Regions from separate parts of the Anas platyrhynchos genome. Here region 2 is linked to region 1. The links are chromatin contacts, called in public Hi-C maps. All regions are on one chromosome and are shown on one strand. The core of a region is the stretch at or near the end of the contact, and the rest is flanking DNA. Distances in the headings are between cores, read along the strand shown. Region 1 has its middle 77 kb from the start of GATA6. Region 2 has its middle 65 kb from the start of GATA6.

Evidence for each region. A called contact is a pair of places that touch in the nucleus more often than the background predicts.
Region 2: a contact with region 1 is called in a Hi-C map of liver, with 2.1 times the contacts expected there. The contact joins two enhancer-like sites. A contact is called at or near these places in 3 of 8 Hi-C or Micro-C datasets (liver, skeletal muscle and subcutaneous adipose tissue).

The regions. Positions count from the first base shown.
Region 1 is chr2:54,533,277-54,538,786 of IASCAAS_PekinDuck_T2T, reverse strand. No RefSeq gene overlaps it. Among named protein-coding and RNA genes, the nearest start is that of GATA6, 77 kb to the left of the region's middle. Within about 2 kb of position 2,771, at least 4 of the 8 cell types and tissues checked have an H3K27ac peak or open chromatin away from gene starts, as enhancers often do.
Region 2 is chr2:54,675,360-54,680,526 of IASCAAS_PekinDuck_T2T, reverse strand. No RefSeq gene overlaps it. Among named protein-coding and RNA genes, the nearest start is that of GATA6, 65 kb to the right of the region's middle. Within about 2 kb of position 2,391, at least 5 of the 8 cell types and tissues checked have an H3K27ac peak or open chromatin away from gene starts, as enhancers often do.

The sequences.
Region 1 (5,510 bases), core at 1,522-4,021:
GAAATCAATATACATTCAAAGACAGGTGAGCTTTCGGATGGCAGTCATGTTCTGGTGATTTAGCAGCATTTGTGTAAGCAAATGCATCTGGGATGGGACCTCTGCACAGAAACTGGAAATCTTTCCAAAAGCATATTTTATTGCCCTGCTTCAGATTCCCTTTCCACACCCTGACAAAATGGCTTACTGTGTGAATAAGCCTTTCTGAACCCATCAGCAAGCTGTAATCAAGGTACTTTCTAATTTAACTCCAAAAAATACCAAAAGGCAAATCAGTTATGCTTTTAGACTGCCCATGGTAGAATCCTTTAAGAAAAACAAGAAGTTGACAACCTTTTTTTGCATTTGTTTATTTTTAAGGTAGGAAAAGAGAGAGACTGTTAAACGAAACAAAACAGAGAAAAATATATAAAATCTTAAAAATGAATAAAGCTTTCTTAGAGATATCCAGATCAGAAGATGATAGAGTAATCTGAAAATGCTTCCCACATACAAGCAGGCAGGTAGATGGCATTGCTGCACACAGTGTCTAGTGCAACCTGTATTTTTGTTATGTTTTTGCACAATTCATTAGTAAAGTGGTCTCTTAATTCCCTTCTGAAGCCCACAGAGGCTTTGCAGTGATAATAAAGAGCAGAATGTAAAAAGCACAGTATTGTGTTCAAAGCATCAAGTATTAAGACCTAAGGATTTCCACTCTGCTATGTTCCATAGATTCTATTCACAAACAATAGCAACGCTGCTTCAGAAAGTACTGTACTGTTGGATGACCAGCGAGTATTCCACGATCAAGGCTAAATGGACACCAGTGCAGCAGCTAAAATAGCTTCATCCCAGGGAAATATTCCAGAGACTACCGTGACTCCTGTTTAAAGACAAACAGATAGAGTGAAATGATAAGGCAGGGGTCAACAATTGGTTTCAATATAAAACATTTCACAGAAAGCAGACCAGATCACGCTACAGTAACTTTTATTACAGAGATCAGCCTGGCTGTTCATAATTATTATACACAGAAGTGCCTCTTGCTTAGACCAGACAGCACAGAGCTAAAATGGAAGCGTATAACAAATTTGTGTTAATAAGCAAACAATCATTAGAAGTGTTAACAAGTGATGGTGGAGAGGCTCTGTTTTTAATTTTAATACTGATCTCTAGTAAGTGTTATTATCCTCATAGAATAACATTTTATTATGAAAGCACATGCACAGCATTAAAGCCTTAGATAGCCCAGTGCCTGCCAGCAGCAATTGTAAACAAAAGTGAAAGAATCATTTGCGAAATGCTGACAGCTATCAGTATTCACAAAGTTTGTAGGATACAGAGAGGGCTGCATACAATATGCTGCACCATAAACAACAAGAAATTGCCGTGGCCTGGGGCTCTAAGGAATCAACTGGATATTCAGTTTCTTCCCATTTAAAAAAAAAAAAAAAAAAAAAAAAAGCTTAAACACGCAGGCTTAATTTCAACTGATTTCTGACTGAGCTAGGGTCCTGAGTCTGTTAGATATTTTCAACTTTTTTTTTTTTTTTTTTTAGCCAATAGATCCCTTAGACATTCCCTTCTTATATAACACAGCAAACAGCTGCAACTAATCATTTTTCATTATGGTTTTGTGTATCTGCTTTGTTTTACAACAAATTTTACTCAAACAACAAAAAATGCAACAGAACAACTTCTGCTTACTGTAAAAATGAGATTTTCTGAAGATCGGCAGAACTCTGGAAGTGTTACCAGATACAATTAGGCCAGTGTGCTTCTAAACTATAGCTGGGAAAAGGATATGGATCAAGGAAAAAAAAATAAGGAAAGAAGGGAAAAGAAACAAAGCTTAGAACACAAGAAAATAAAATATATTTTGTCCATTTTCTATTACTGTTCATCATATCCGGATAACGTGAAAATTATCAATACATTTTATATAAGTATCTATTTGTTTCTAGCAATCATTCCTCAGGCTTTGACTTGCAACTGAAGCAATTCACCAAGCAGGTTTACGTTTCTGTGTCGCAAGTACACCGTTCCCATGCATCAGGAGAAGAGAGGAGTGGATCTGCGTGCAGTGAGCGGTGAGGAACGTCCGAGCATCCCTGGGGACAAGCAGCACCCCCCCCCCCGAGCTGCAGCCACAGCACAGCACAGGAGATAAAGCACACACATATCACTTTACTGCCACGGGCAAGCTAAACCTAGGAAAAGTGTACTGAATTATTAAATAAGCAATTCTGATAACACGAGATATTAAATGCAGATAGGGTTGGGTCAACCAAATTACTTTTTTTTTCTTAATTCTTCCCTGCAGAAATATTGGTGCTAAAGCAAGCCCGGCACCTCCCCTTCGTACACATACACCTCTCCTCAGAAGGTAGCTAAAATCGGTGAAGAAAAGGAAAAAAAAAAAAAAAAAAAACACAAAACAACATAATACAGCAAAGTCCTACCGAGGAATAGTGTTTTAATGAACACACAAAGCAACTAGGTGACATCTTTATCAGCCCTCATAAACCTTGATTGAATACACAGCGATAAGCCCTGTTTAAACTGTCATCCTCGCGATAACACGCACGGAGACAGCGCGGGCCTTGGCAACGGGCTGCGGGGAAGAGGCCTCTCCAAAAGTGCAGGCACCGCGAGGTAGTAATGTACATCACGTAAACAGCCCAGAGCCGGCAAGGTTGGTGTATTTTGGGCTGGCTGAGCGTGTACACGGGCATCTTCTGGTGGCAGAGGCCTGCGAGGGCCCAACTCCACAGCCAGCCTGCCCGTGGGGCCGGCGAGTTGGCAGGGGAAGATGGGCGCCCTCAGCCAGAGCGACCTTCGGCACTGAGGTCTGCAAACACCAAGAGTTTCATACAGGAGGTTTTGAAGGGTTTGAGGAAAGCCTGCTCTGGTTTTCTTTTCTTTTCTCTCTCTCTTTTTTTTTAAACCAGCGTTATTCACGCTGTGTACAACATTCAGCATTAGGAAACAACTCAGGGACAGAATGGGTATGGAAGTCAGCAGTAATGCGACTTTTTATATCAGAGGATCTGGTCCTGAACAGCTGGGATATTTATTTGAAAAAAAAAAAAAACAAAAAAAAAAAAAACAAACATATAAATAAATAAATATAATTAAGCATTTCAATATAATTAAGCATCTCCAGGAAATGCTTGTACTCTCCAGGAAAGCGAGGATTTGATTCATCGATGTTTCTGTATTTATCTCTAGCTTAACAATGAAACTGAAATTTACACTTGAACTTTTATTCCCTTTCCCCACCTCGTCCTTCCCTCTCCGTAACGCGTGCAGTGACACCCTCTGGCAGCTCACCCAACACCGCAGCACCACGAGGCCGAAACCCAAGGACGTCCAGAGCTGGCACTTCGTCACCCTTCCTTTATCCAACGCGGATTTCTTCCACCAGGTGCTTTAAAACATAACGACTGTTACTTGTTAACTATAATAAAATATATATTTGTATGTGATTACTAGTTAATTAATAAGTTAATAATTCCCACTGCTTGGGAGGTGGAAGACAATAGTCCATTTTGTGCCTGTTTGGTCTTTGGCAGGCCTGTGAGCTAGCACTAGAGCTGGGTTTTAGTTTTCCACCAGAAAAAGGTCTGACACCACTACACAGCTGGTATACCACCATGCAAGGAGCTGGCAGGGGAGGCATGTTAGCTGCTCAGGAGCTCATTTATTTATTTCTAGGCTTTTTTGCATACACTAGCTGATCTCTTCTAGTACCATCAAGTATTATTTTTTCCTCATTTTACATACAGGAATGAGAGGAAACACAAATTAAGTGGCTTGGGTGAAGACTCCCAGAAAACTCTCAAAAATCATATCTAACAAATCCCAGTCTCATGGCTGCAATTAGAAGACACATCTCTTCAACTTCATTAATGCAGGTTCTCTGTAATACATGTAGGCTCCCAACGTTTAAACAAAGTGATCCAAGATGAGGCCGGAACCCACACAAATACTGCCAATTACACAAAGTATTCACCAAAAGGAAGACCAGGTTTTAATTTAACTAGAGCCCGATGGCTTGGAAACTTCAGAAATTCCTGGAATGAAAAATTAGGAGGAAAAAAAAAAAAAAGAGAACCGCTTTTGCCTATTCTGGCATGAGCCAAGGGCAAATGGCTCCTGGCTGTGAACATGCAAGGTGTGTTTGCTGACTCGCATAGATTAAGAGCATTTTAGTCTTCTTTACGTTATTTCCCACATCCACATTCTCTAGAGAGGAGGGACAGTAACACAGCTATTATGCTAATGGAAAATTCATTTATACAGGACTTCCCGCAGACCTGAAAAAATGAGAAATGTTATCCAATGCATTCCCAGCCAAACTTCCTCCTGAAGTGAAAAATCTTTCCCTCTGATAAGCAAGTTGTGTCAGACCACATTTCTGTCCCTGACAAAAGGATCACTCTCCCTTGGCTTGCTCTAGTCTTGGCAGCGGTGCTCAGCAGAACCACGCTGCTATTCCCAGATATTCACCACACTTAACAGAGCCACTGGCTTATCTTTGACCCGAACAATAAAATAAAAATGAACTACACGCAAACACGAGCTAGCAGTTACTGTGGGTAACACCACCAACCTCAGCTCTGAGGCGGCCAGCTCTCCTTCGGGTTAGAAATGCCATCAGTCACCTAACAGTTCATTAACCCTCCCCTCCCCTTTCTTTTTTATTTTTTTTTTTAACCTGTCCAGACACAGATATCTGCAGTGTTCTCCACTGCTGCATGTACACACATTACAGCAATATCAGCGAGGTTTGCTAGCTTCCCCTTCTTCCCTCAGATGTTCTTCCTGTACCAGGAGGAAATAAAAAATAATAATAATAATAAAAAAGAAAGAATGTGGTGGGATACTTTCACTCAAGCATTGAAAGTCTGTGCCTTTCAGGTGCCTTTGTTTCTAATCCATTGGCAGCTCATCCAAGGATATAGACAGCTTCTTAGCAACCTTCTAAAGCATTTAGGGGTGAAACTACCAGGCACAACGTGGTGGCGTGCCTCCAGCTTCCTAGGCAAGGTGACAGAAACAGCTGCGGTACTACCGACCTTTTCTCAGCTTGCCACCCTTTGGCAAAAAACAATGTATTAATTCATGAAGAATATTATATTATCATGGCCATACTGCACTTCTACCCTCACTGCTAGTTACCACTGACAGGTTATCATGCCATGAAGATGTCTTAAGCAATCCCTACCATTCAAGCAAAGGTGTAATGCTACAGCTTTACCATAGTACTGCCCAAATCAGCATTTGGCCATGAGAGGGAAGAGCATAACCTAGGATGTGTCAAGTCCTTACCTGCCTTCTCTAGAACAAAAAAAAAGGCAGCTGCAGGCCACCACTATGAATAACCTTAAAAGCATTCAAGCTGTTTAGCTTAATGGTTGAATACCTGTATCTGGTAAAAAGGTCAGGGCTAATTTTGTGGGAAATGATGGGATAAATCCAAGAATTCCAGGCACAACTGTAATACCTACATTGATTTTCTCTCA
Region 2 (5,167 bases), core at 1,142-3,641, 140 kb before region 1:
TCTCCCAGCTAACCACATTCATTCCTGGTGGACTCCACTGGCTTCATGGCTGTTTAAATTGGAGATAAACGTTCCCCCTCTCTTCTGTGTTCAAAGATGCTTGTGATCATCCAGAACAACTGCATCCATTAAAGATGGCATAAGAAGCCTTGGCTTTGAATATCTTTCCCTTGTTTTCTATTTTAATGCTTGATTATCTTTGCCTGGCCATCAGCGTGATAACAGTATACCAGTTTATTCTGTAAATATCTTTTCATCTTCCCAAAGAGTGCTTGTTATTTATGACTAACAAGAAAACCTTTGCCTCCAATGGCAGAAGGAGAATGTCTCTTTGTTTAATTACCATGTATAGTTAGCTGCATGGTGATTGGGATAAAATAATTCACTTTCTATTCCCAGAAGAGTCTTCCTAAGTGCCTTGGGAGGAGAGGGGGAGGCTGGCAGATGAGTGTAATCTCAAGAAGCACACTGTAGTGGAATCCAGCACTAGGAGCCAGATGGCAAGTTTGCACCGAATAGCACATTTTTTTTTAATAGCTGTGAAAGTTCTCTGTCTGCACATGGCTTTGCTGAATGACAGCAGAGAGTACTTTTAATTTATCTGGTGTTACACTTAGGTTATTCCTTCAGAAGGTTTTCCTTGTTTTTCACATAAGATCAGGGCCCAGTTTCAGTACCAAAGCCAATGTTTAAATATCTGTGAAAGTTCAGAAAGGCAGAGAGGGCAAAGGTGTGGGAGGAGAAATACTGAAAAAAAAATGAAAAGAGAAAAATGAATTTACGAGAGTGCTAACAGCAAGCAGCACCCTGGCCTTGCTCTCTACAACTCTTTAAACCATTTTTGTAATTCTCATGCAACATCCTTTGAGTGTGTTGGGATTTGCACACACATTTTCAATGATGGGGATGAGAGACTGAGCCAGTTATACAATTCCCATCTTACTTTAAAATATAGTTGCAGTTGTAAACGCTTTGTAAAGAATGCTGCCATAACAGTATGTGTACAAGCTGTGTGTTAACTTGGTCCTGAGAGCTTCATTATTGTATTAGCTTCCACTTGAGATCTGAAATGTGTTTTCCATCTATGAAATTATGGAAATTTGGGCAGCCCTACATTTTAAGTTTTCAGACTCCAGGCAGGCGTACAACGTCTCAAAACAAAAAACCAACAAACAAAAAAAACCATGCATGAACATGGTCTCTGAAAGTGTAGGTCATCCACAGCTCTCCCTTTGAGCATGCAGAATCACCTGAGGCAAGAATGGAAGATCAGACAAACCCTGTCACCATCTTCAGGCAGCCACCTAACTGGTAATGCTCTTCTGGACAGAGATGATGGCAGAATTTTCTGCCATGATGGAGAAAATATGCAATTTGAATAGCATGGGGTAATCCTGTGGGCTTTCACAATGTGCTGTAAAACTGAGAAACAAGGCTAGACTGAGACCTTCTAAGAACCACCACCAACATAAAATCTCATATGGAGTGGGTATACATGCCAAGCATCCCTGGGAATTCGGCCTGCTTCAATAGCTGTGTATTGCTCTGAGTATTTTTGGTGCAAATCTTGAGTTCCTCTCCCTGAAGTCAGGCTACCCGTCCAACTCCTGTGCTTTTGGCCCCTTCTTTCAGTGGGGCAGAGCCCTGGGTTCTGTCTTGCACATGTAACCTGGACTTATCCTATGGGGATCCAATTATTTGTCATTCTGCACTTTGCTGAGCCATTTCTGTCATTGCAAAGAAAGCACAAAGTTGGTGGAAGAGCTACCATACCCTCACAGGGGTGTAAAGCATGTTCTGGTTTAAATGGATGCACATGGAAATAGAGAAATGAATGGGTCCGTGTTTGATCGCTGACATGCTTGGAGGTCTGGTAGCAGAGGTGTGACCCTAAATCGCATTACTTGCTGTGTGCCAAGCCCATTTATCAGCATGAATCTCTGAGTGTGAGAGAATTCTGAAATTTCTAAAATACGTTTTTGGATTTGCAGCAGCCAAACCAAAATCCATGTGTAACCTATTTTCTGACTCTGTGGCTTTTTATTCTGTCATTGAATACTGACTGCCCTGCTCTTACAGAAAAGAGCACAGAAACCCAATGTCATTTTTCCATACTTTCCAAACTTTTCTCCTTGTAAGCATGAGGGTCATTAAAAACTGCAAGCAAACTTTGCTTCATTGGTATGGTTTGCACTACACCCAGCACAGTGGGTCCCAAAGCAAACCTATGATAAGTACCCCAGAATAGGAGCTGGGGCTGAAAACATCTTCAGCCACAGCATTGCTGCTTAGATGGCACTATCGTGTCTGCGTCATCTTAGACAGGGCTGCCTCCATGTATTTAAAGAGTGGAATTCAAGCCTTTGCAAAAGGATGTCTTCAAAATAGGGCTTGTTGTGTCTTATCTGAGTCACAGACATTGCTTTGGCTTTCTGCATGGGGGTCAGTCCTACAAAGTCATCACTAGAACAGGCTGAAATGTTTTGTATTGTTTTTACAGAATAATGCCTGCGGAGAAGGGGAAGTAAAATATTTGTTTCTTCCAAAAAATCAAGGTATTTTTCAATGACACACACTGTTTCTGTTTTCTCTTTTCATATTTTTTTCAGTTTCTACATTTTGTGCATGTCTTTGCTTCCCATCTTTTGCAAAATTCCCATGGGTACATAGAAATTAAAGAGTTAAATGAAAGGCAGAATTCACTTTCTGTTGTGCTTCCAGCAGTCATTTTCCTTATCTGAGTCAACATTTTCTTTTCCAGGATACTAGTTAATTCTTCTAATATGGGAGTAATTTTCCTGAAAACAACAAAACAAAACAAAAAAACCCGCAAACTTTAACAACAGAAAATGTAACTGGATCAGCCCAGTGCAGCTATGTGCAGTGATAGCCAGACCGATGATGATGTAAAATCATCTTTTTCCTCTTCTGTTTGAAGACTGTGCATATTCAAGTCATACTTCATTGACAATCAATAAACAAGTTTTTACTGCTGTCAGCACTGCAGAGCCGATGCAGCGCTGAGAGGGAGCTGATAGCTGTACTGACTCAGCCTCTCTTCAGACAACACTCAATTCATTTCTGAGCACAGACTCTTTTTGACTGCTACACTGGGAGATCAAATAAGGAACCCCACTAACCTGCTTTCACAGATTTTTGTCATGTTTTCAGGTTCCTCGTCAGCCATTCCCACTTCTGATGTAAAAATAATCACAAGACGAGCTCAATAACTTCTCCTGCCTGACACAAGACCTTCCTGAAAGATGTCCAGTCTTGATCTGATGGCATCAAGCATTGGAGTATTCACCATTTCCCAGAGTAAAGCGTTCCAGTGACTAATCGCCTGTGCTGTTGGTAATTTGTTTCACTAACTTGGGATGATTTTAAAGCACATTTTTTCTGATTCCTCAGCCCAGCACAAAACCGAGCCAAATCATATGAAACAGCCCAGCTCCATCTGAAGGTGATTTCTGAAGATCCTGACTTGAAAGGATCTTCTCTTTCACACTGGAAATTTTGCATTTGCGGTAGAATTTATTATAAATCTTCAGCTGTTTTCCTAGCTGATTACACCTTCAGTTCAGGTCTAATTGCTTCTATTTTTTGCTCAGAGGCACAAAAATTGCATCAAGATAAGTATCCTAGGAATTGTTTAAAAGATCCTGGTGTGTATGGTCAGAGCTGCCCTACTTGCAGACAGAGATAATCTAGCTGTCATGGACTAATGAACTGTAACCTGGAATTCTGGTTGATCCTGTCACCCTTGGCCAAAATAGTCCAAGGAGGGACGTGACGCATGTTGAAATCTTGTTTTGAGAACTGGACATTCGGATATCTTCCAGGACTGCTCTCAAGGTTGTATTGTACTCGCATTAAAATTGTTTGGGAGAATTTAGAAAAACTTAACGATGGAGAACTGATGCCTGGGCTCTGCTGTGCACCAATTAGCAAAGGCAGAGGCAATTTATACCCCTTGCAGAGAATCTGCTTAGACCCAGGCTTCACTGCTACAGTGAATACTCTCTGGTTTTACTATTTACAGCCCTTTGACAGGGCGACTTTTTTGCTTAATGGTAGGCATATTCTTATGTTTCATTTCCTATTCCATTGTCTTTTGAATGGAATGTGGCAGATTTTAGTGCTTGTTTGGCTGAAAGAGTTGTTCTTTTCTTATTATTTATTTTTTAATAAGCATCTTCCATGTATTTTATTATTTCTTCCCCTGGGAAGCAACATTTGGAACCATCCAGGAAATAATATTTTAACAAGCATTAGGCTGCAGTCTCTGAGAGCACAGAGAGAAGCTGATGCAGGAGGGAGTGCATTTGGTAACAACACCTCCACTGTCCAGTTGTTCCTCCCCTGGAAGATGGATTCTCATGCTCCTCCAAATGCAAACCCAGGGAACTGTTAGTTCAAATCAAACAAACAGTCAGTGGAAGCACGAGGAGTCACTGCAAATGAGTGAAAACTGCATTTAAGCCTATATTCATACCTGTCAGCTCTGGCATATCACACAACACAGCAGAGGCATGCCGTGTTTCAATCAGACGCCACGTTTTGCCAGCTTGTGTTACGTGCTAGGAGCTCGCAGCTTCAGTGAAATGAGCTTGCAGTTCGGTAGGAAACGGCACCAGCGCCAGCTCTGGGGCTGTTTCCTGCCTCCTGTGGTTCTGTGTTTGTTGGCCTGCATGCCTTGTCAGGGAAGTTCGACAGGAGGAGGTATTTACCCGCTCTCCATAATGGGGCGAAAACATTTTAGCCAGTTAAACGGCTAAAACGGGTTTAGATGCGAGTGAAATAATTTTACAGGGCAGAAAAAAGGAGCTCTGATGAGCCTGGGAGAGGGCAGGTGACTACCAAGGGGTGCTCCACATGCTGGCACCTTGAGCCAGTTGCAGCCATCAGTCAGAAAACGAGAGAGAAAGCTGCAGAGAAGCAGCTTCAGCCTGTGGCTGTGCAGCTAAATGCTCAAATGCAGCTAAATGTGGCTGCGCAGCCTCCCAGGCAGGGCTGTCCTTCAGACCAGAGCAGCAGGGGGTACAGCACTGATGGGAGCATGGGTGGTGGGTGAGCCAAGCTGGTAGCTGCTTTTCTAGATGCTTGAGAGCTGCCTGCCCTGAAAAGTACCTGGGAAAACACAGTTTGTCATTGTATGATGGGGAAA